Regions from separate parts of the Bombyx mori genome. Here region 1 is linked to region 2. A link is a contact called in public Hi-C data. All regions are on one chromosome and are shown on one strand. Each heading gives the region's core, a stretch centred on a gene start, on an enhancer-like site or on the middle of the called end of the contact. The rest is flanking DNA. Distances are from core to core; before and after follow the strand shown.

Region 1 (4,053 bases), core at 140-2,639, 180 kb after region 2:
GTGTTGGGACACTGCATCGCAACCGCACATTTATCGGTTTAATTGTAATTTGTGTCTACTTTTTGTTTAAAATTTTATCATTCTGAAAATAATTAGTTTTGAGCTAAGTCTGCTTATTTTAAGAATGCTTTCAATATGGAATTTCAAATTAACTTTTTTCGTTTGCCAATAATAGTACTGTATTGAGCTGCAGTGTTCTCTAGCCGCAGTTGTAGCGGTTGTAGAAGTGAATCGCGAGCATGACGAAAATCTCGACTAGGTGATATCTTAATGTTTATACGAACCGAATGCTTCAGGTCGGTTGTCTCAGCTTTTATGGATCAACCATGAAATTATAAATAAACTCAAATTTCGAAAGCTTAGGTTTTTTTTTTTCTTAGTTGGATGGACAAGCTCACGGCCCACCTGATGTTAAGTAGTTAATGAAGCCCATAGACATCAACAACGTAAATACCGCCACCTACTTTGAGATATGAGTTCTAAGGTTTCAGTTTTTAGAGTACAGTGGCCCTACCCTTCAAGTCGAAACGCATTACTGCTACATGGCATAAATAGGCATTAATAGGCAGAAATGGTACAGTAAAGGTTCATTTCAATGACCATGAGGCGATCCCATCTATAAAAAGTTTCTAAGTATCTAAGTTTCTCGCAGGATCTTTGGATCGTGAATTCGATCTGGTAATAGATGTATTCGTGAAGTAGCTGCCCTTAAGCTGTTTAGTCTCTTTTGGGGGCGCTCGGGCAGCTGTTAGCAAATCTCACTCCTCCTGGTTGAACCCGTGCTCACCCACCTGTCTTGGTGAAACTAGAAAGACCTTCGGTCGACATGTAATTCTTCCTTCCCAAAAAAAAAGGTTCACAAACCGAATATTAATTAACCATTTTGCCTCTAAATTGTACAAACTCAGGGTTTTGTCAGACCGCTTCTTAGGATGAATATCCTGCATTATCACAAGACTTTTGACTTTGAATTGTCTTTCTGCGAACAGTGTTTGAAAACAATATTTAGGCCTACACAGCGGCCTGGCTGTAACTAAGACTAATATTCAAATAATCATTCTCAATAAATAAGGGTTAGAAGATTGGTTGGAATTTTTAAAAAGTAAAAAGGAAAATTTAAAAAATTTTTTTTGGGACGGTCGATGATCAGAAATTTAATGTACAACACTTAAATAAAATTGTCGCCGGTGAATCATCAACCAACCTACATTATTCCAGCAATGGAGATATAATGCAGCTTTTACCTTATTGGTGGAGGTTCCAGTGCGGCAATTTTTCAGCCAATCATAACACAGCACGGATAGCGTCATTCCCCAGAACGCCGAACCTATATAAGCCGTTGTAACGGTTTTCGCCGCATTCACATTCGTTTGGCAAGCCACTTAACCGGTCGCGCTGAACGACGACTGATTATAATTTAATTCTACATTTAAGCATAGAAAAAAACTCAAATCAAAATGGTGAGTTGCTTAATTATTTCATTTCTTTAATTTTAAATTTACTTCGATATATTTTACTAAATTCATGGCTTCATGTGCCGGTCGGTAACGCCACCATTTTGTGTACGTAATGACGGCCACGTTCGATAAGTGTCAATTAAAGTTCGAAAGATTGAGTTTGTGAAAAATCTCCTAATTCTTCTTTTGTTTCAATATCCCAATGGCTTAGTAAGTTTAGTCGTTTTTTGTTTCGATTAAATTCCGTCTGCCGACGTTTTTGTGGTCTAGTTCAAGGTGCCGCTACCACGCCCTTGGTCGTTCGAATCTTGTTAGCCACAAAATAATTTAGTGAATTTAAATATGTTAGCTGAAATGTTTCTTTTGAGACTTCGATTTTTATTAATAAATGCATATTAGTCACGGACACATGGTCGATGATCTCATTTGAAGCCGGTGATATCATCTGTGTTGAAAATGAAATGTTCTAGATAATATGCCGCCTTATTGAACACGGAAAGCGTGACGTGGTGATTTCACCTTTCACCGTAAATTTATCGAGCCAATAAATAAAAATGTATTATAATTTTATTAAAAACCTAGTCCATAGCTATCGTTGATTAGTATGTATTATCTGATCTTTTTCTTTTATTTACACAGCGTGAGTGCATCTCTGTACACGTTGGCCAAGCCGGAGTCCAGATCGGTAATGCCTGCTGGGAGCTTTACTGCCTGGAGCACGGCATCCAGCCTGATGGCCAGATGCCCACAGACAAGACCATCGGGGGTGGAGACGATTCTTTCAACACTTTCTTCAGCGAGACCGGAGCTGGCAAGCACGTACCCCGTGCTGTCTTCGTCGATCTTGAACCTACTGTTGTTGGTCAGTATTACGAGCACTAGACCAAAAATTTCGCTTAATTGAACCAGATTAAGGAATATTAAATGTATTTTTTTTTTACACAGATGAGGTCCGCACTGGCACATACAGACAGTTGTTTCATCCAGAACAACTTATTACTGGTAAGGAAGATGCGGCCAACAACTATGCCCGTGGTCACTACACCATTGGAAAGGAAATCGTAGATTTGGTTTTGGACAGAATCCGCAAGCTCGCTGACCAGTGTACCGGTCTGCAAGGATTCCTGATCTTCCACTCCTTCGGTGGAGGTACCGGCTCTGGGTTCACTTCCTTATTGATGGAGCGTCTCTCCGTTGACTACGGCAAGAAGTCTAAACTGGAGTTCGCCATCTACCCCGCGCCTCAGGTTTCCACTGCCGTCGTCGAGCCCTACAACTCTATCCTCACCACCCACACAACCCTTGAGCACTCTGACTGTGCTTTCATGGTCGACAATGAAGCCATCTATGACATCTGCCGCCGTAATCTCGACATTGAGCGCCCAACCTACACCAACCTGAATCGTCTCATCGGACAGATTGTCTCCTCGATCACTGCTTCTTTGAGATTCGACGGCGCTCTGAATGTGGACCTCACCGAGTTCCAGACTAACTTGGTGCCTTACCCCCGTATCCACTTCCCACTGGTCACGTACGCGCCAGTCATCTCTGCCGAGAAGGCCTACCATGAACAGCTTTCCGTCGCCGAGATCACAAACGCATGCTTCGAGCCCGCCAACCAGATGGTGAAATGCGACCCCCGTCATGGCAAGTACATGGCTTGCTGTATGCTGTACCGTGGTGACGTCGTACCCAAGGATGTGAACGCGGCCATCGCTACCATCAAAACCAAGCGTACTATCCAATTCGTCGACTGGTGTCCAACCGGTTTCAAGGTCGGTATCAACTACCAGCCACCCACCGTGGTGCCCGGAGGCGACTTGGCCAAGGTTCAACGTGCCGTCTGCATGTTGTCCAACACCACCGCCATCGCCGAAGCTTGGGCTCGCCTTGACCACAAGTTCGACCTCATGTACGCCAAGCGTGCTTTCGTGCACTGGTACGTCGGTGAGGGTATGGAGGAGGGAGAGTTCTCCGAAGCCCGTGAGGACCTGGCTGCCCTCGAGAAGGATTACGAAGAAGTCGGCATGGACTCCGCTGAAGGCGAGGGTGAGGGAGCCGAAGAGTACTAAGCCAATGAAATATCTTTTATGGCGCACTCGCACCGTTTTACATTCCGGTGAAATGAAATAAAAAAATGATGTATCGAAAAGTTTTTATTTTTTATTTTTCCTGTTCATTTTCTTAATCGCTTTCACTCATGACAAAGTACTCCTGAGCGTCTTGTGGTTTATTGGAGGGGGCAGGCTTAATGAGTCTTTTGATGTTCCGACATCGCATTTAGATAATTGAATGATTACAAACTGCGCTCAAAGCTGATTCTTTAATTGAACCCATTAGCAGTAGTATATTAATGATCAAATACCGTAATGTAGTCTGTGATAGTAGTAGGTAGGTAGGCACTCTTCAAATCTTGAATTCGTTGCTTCAGAAACATCCATATTAGCAAAATGACTGCTTGGAAAGTAGGTAGGTAGGTTACCTACCTAACGTCATGCATTCGCTCAATAATTACTGTTTCTTGCCTGTATTTGGGGCACGATGTAGCATGAAACATTATTTCAAATGTTTCAGACCTATCGCTAGAGAAATCATT
Region 2 (3,811 bases), core at 446-2,945:
AGTTGCATCCCAGATGAGACACCTCCCCCTCTGCAGGTGGCCTCTGGTGGAGGGCACCAAAGACAAGTAAAGTACATTCTCATTTTTATTTTTTTATTTTTTTACAATTTACTAAATTTTTCTTTCTATCTTTCTTTTTATTTGTTGACCCTACCATCTGTAAGTGCAGGTATATAGACGCCATTTTCGATTCGTTTCTTTATTGGCGCGGCTTATACAAAATATTGTTATAGCCATGTCATGTTTTCCTCCAAGTCGGGAGCGTCGGAGATGTGAATATCCTGGTGAGAGCCCGCGAATGCTGATTGTGCGGGGCGGGGTACTAACAGTCGGGGGGTGAGGGCGAGCGCGGAGGGCAGGTGCAGGCGGGGCGGGGCGCGGCGGCGGGCGGCCGGCGACACGTCCTCGCTGTCCGTCTGCGACGACTCCGCCGACACCTGCTGGCTGCTGCCCACCACCTGACACACAGAGCAACATCAACAACAAGACCGGGGGGGTGGACACCTAGGACTCTTAATTATACGGCAGCGGCTTGGCTCTGCCCCTGGCATTGCTGAAGCCCATGGACGATAGTAACTACTCACCATCAGGTGGCCCGTATGCTCGTCTGCCTACAAGGGCAATAAAAAAAAACTTAAGGCCAGACGACCGACCGATAAAACAACCCACAGACACAGCCCACTGAGTTTCTCGCCGGATCTTCTCAGTAAGTCGCGTTTCCGATCCGGTGGTAGATTCTGAAAAGCACGACTCTTGCTAGCGTTCGTGTTTACAACAACGTCAGGTTTGAGCCCCGTGAGTTCACCTAATCGCCCGGTGATGCTAATATGGTCTCTCAAGACCATCAGCTTAGGTAAGACAAAAAAAAGGCCAGACGGTGAAAATTTTAATTTACACCAATAAACATAATGCCGAAGTTCCCGGCTGTGGATATAGGACTTACAGGACATTTCGGATGATGATGATGCAGAGGCGCTGTGGGCGTCGTGGGCGGCCCGGCGCTGTCCGGTGTGCCAGGCCAGCTGTCCGTGCTCTATAAGCAAAATAATGTTTTATTTACCTTTTACTGCATGACTTGACCCAAGGAGAAACAAGAGAGAAGTTCCTTAAAAATACATGAAGTATAATGACCAGTGGTCGGAGTAGGTAGATTGATATTATTTACTCGCGTCAAGATAATATGGACATCCAATTTTATCCATAAAGATTATTTATCGAAATTGGTAAAAAAAAAAATTAATCCTCGTTGGATACAATTTCTATATTTATGAGATAAAGTAACCAAAAGCCCTGTCTAAGTTTCGTCTCATACTGACAAGCGTCATTTCTAATTCAACAAAAAGGGACAAAATACGGTGTAACTACTCAAAGGTGTTTTTGTATAAAATAAAATACTGATTTCTTTCACCATTAGCTAGCACTGGTAGAGTCGATTAATATTATTAATACCTTTTTCACCTTAAACACAGATTCATGCTAATTTCAAAATTCAGAAACAGATATCACAATAAATATGAAGTTCCGGTATTTTGGGGGCATATCCATATTATCTTTTACGTTTGACGTCAACGACCTTTAATCAATCTACCTACTCAGACCTATAATAATGACACAAGGTCCGCCAAGATATGTACCCGGGAGTCGTGCTCGGCGCAGGAGTGATGGTGCCTCCTCCACTGCGGCGAGGTGCTGGAGAAGGCGGCGAACACTCCGTCGTCGGGCGCGTCGGCCGCCTCGTCCGTGTCCACCTCGCTGTGGTTGTACCTCTCGCACCGACCTGCGCACCACACGCGTCTCAGTGCCAAACTCGGAACTTTTTTTATGTTTGAGAGATCACTGGAGGTAGGACCTCTTGTGAGTCCGCGTGGGTAGATACCACGGCCCTGCCTATTTCTGCCGTGAAGCAGTAATGCGGTTCGGTTTGAAGGGCGAACCAGCTGTTGTAACTATACTGAGACCATAGAACTCATATCAAAGTGGGTGGCTGCATTTACGTTGTAGATATCTATGGGCTCCGGTAACCACTTAACACCAGGTGGGCTCTGAGCTCCTACACCCATCTAAGCAATAAAATAAAAAGTATATTTCGTTCACATATATTCAAAAACATAGTGCAACCCACCCTGTAGAATAAAAAGTAATCAGCATCGCTCATGGGCCTTGACATTATCAGTGACACACACAGACTCGTTGATTTTTAAAAACCTCTTTTATTAGATGTGTTTAAATGAAAATCACGTATTTACATATTTTAATCTGTTGTGGGCGACAACCCTGGTACCACGACAGAAATTTGACATACAAACAAACAAAACTGACTCACTATCAAAGTAGCTGGTGTCTTCGTCGTTCTCCAGCTGCGGTATGAACTCGGCCTTCCTCCTGAGCAGGTTGTTCCAGTCCAGGCCGTAGAAATAAACGTGGTCCTGTCGAAAAAACCTGCGTCACCTCACTGCGGACAGGCGGGCGGCGCCGGGGCAGGGGACTAGTGCACGCCCACACGTGGGCAAGCAGTTCTATTCGTTAACTAGCTGACCCGGCAGACTTTGTAGTGCCTCAATCGATAAATAAAAGACCTAAGCTTTTGTATAAAATAAACTTAAAACAAACAAAAGGAATCCGTCCGACGGGGGACACATCAAAGGAAAAACAAAATTGTTATTTTTATTTATTTCCAAGCATTTTCATATTTTTATCTACCTTTTAAACCATCTCTGGAACTCCACAAATAATTCAAGACCAAAATTAGCCAAATCGGTCCAGCCGTTCTCGAGTTTTAGCGAGACTAACGAACAGCAATTCATTTTTATATATATAGATAGAAGATAGATAGATTATCGACGAAGCTCTTGACTTTTTGACGGAAACGCGAGGAGCGAAACAGTGTGCATTGTTGTGTATTTGTTTACGGTGCGTTATTAGTTGTACGGAGTATAATCTATGACTACCCACAAATGTGAATATATGAAACAAAACCGCTGGACGCTCGGTTTCTTCCAAAAAGTCCACTAACAAAGTCTCAGTAAAAAACGACCAGTTTACTAAGACTTAATTTAATCTCTTCACAACTAGTTTAATTGAATTACATCCTAATTGATTGCCGTTTCAAATCAAACAACTAATTAATCAATAGAATTTAAGAAGAAAATATACGACATGACTTAAAGGTTTCGATTCCAAGCCATAACATCTTAAAAAAAAGAATATCTTCAACGTGTGATCGTATTGAAAAAGCTTATTAATAAGAAATGCGTTACGTTACGTTCTAAGAAGTGTCAAAAGGAACTTCGTAATTAGAATAGAGTATAGTGCTTTTACACTACATTTCATAATAAGGTCTGGTGCTTCCTACTCAAGTGCCCTTCATGCGAGACCAGACTAGAGTCTGCACTGACCTTGACTTGATGGGTGCCGCCAGTCCCGAGCCGGTCCCTCGGGTTGCGCGCGAGGAGTTCCGTGATGATGGCTCTGGCTTCCACCGCAATCGGAAAGTCTTCTTCCGACGGCCACTCTATGTCATCTACACCAAGTAATAATGTTTATACTCTATGTCATCTACACCAAGTAATAATGTTTTAACTTTATGTCATCTACACCAAATAATAATGTTTATACTCTATGTCATCTACAGCAAGTAATAATGTTTATACTTTATGTCATCTACACCAAGTAATAATGTTTATACTCTATGTCATCTACACCAAGTTATAATGTTTATACTCTATGTCATCTACACCAAGTAATAATGTTTACACTCTATGTCATCTACACCAAGTAATAATGTTTATACTTTATGTCATCTACACCAAGT

What was found. A called contact is a pair of places that touch in the nucleus more often than the background predicts.
Region 1: a Hi-C map of whole pupa shows a contact between it and region 2, with 7 times the contacts expected there. The contact joins the promoter of Tua1 here to the enhancer-like site in region 2. A contact is called at or near these places in 2 of 7 Hi-C or Micro-C datasets (posterior silk gland and whole pupa).

The regions. Positions count from the first base shown.
Region 1 is chr27:1,965,873-1,969,925 of ASM3026992v2, forward strand. Tua1 (alpha-tubulin) reads left to right here and starts at 1,390. Exons shown (of 3, transcript NM_001043419.1): 1 at 1,390-1,460; 2 at 2,097-2,319; 3 at 2,403-3,605. The coding sequence starts at 1,458. The coding sequence ends at 3,529.
Region 2 is chr27:1,782,541-1,786,351 of ASM3026992v2, forward strand. It overlaps LOC101740445 (microtubule-associated serine/threonine-protein kinase 2), which reads right to left. Exons shown (of 38, transcript XM_021346221.3): 19 at 3,396-3,520; 20 at 2,324-2,426; 21 at 1,635-1,777; 22 at 944-1,033; 23 at 328-458. Among protein-coding and RNA genes, the nearest start is that of LOC134201521, 86 kb to the left of the region's middle. Within about 2 kb of position 1,696, at least 2 of the 8 cell types and tissues checked have open chromatin away from gene starts, as enhancers often do.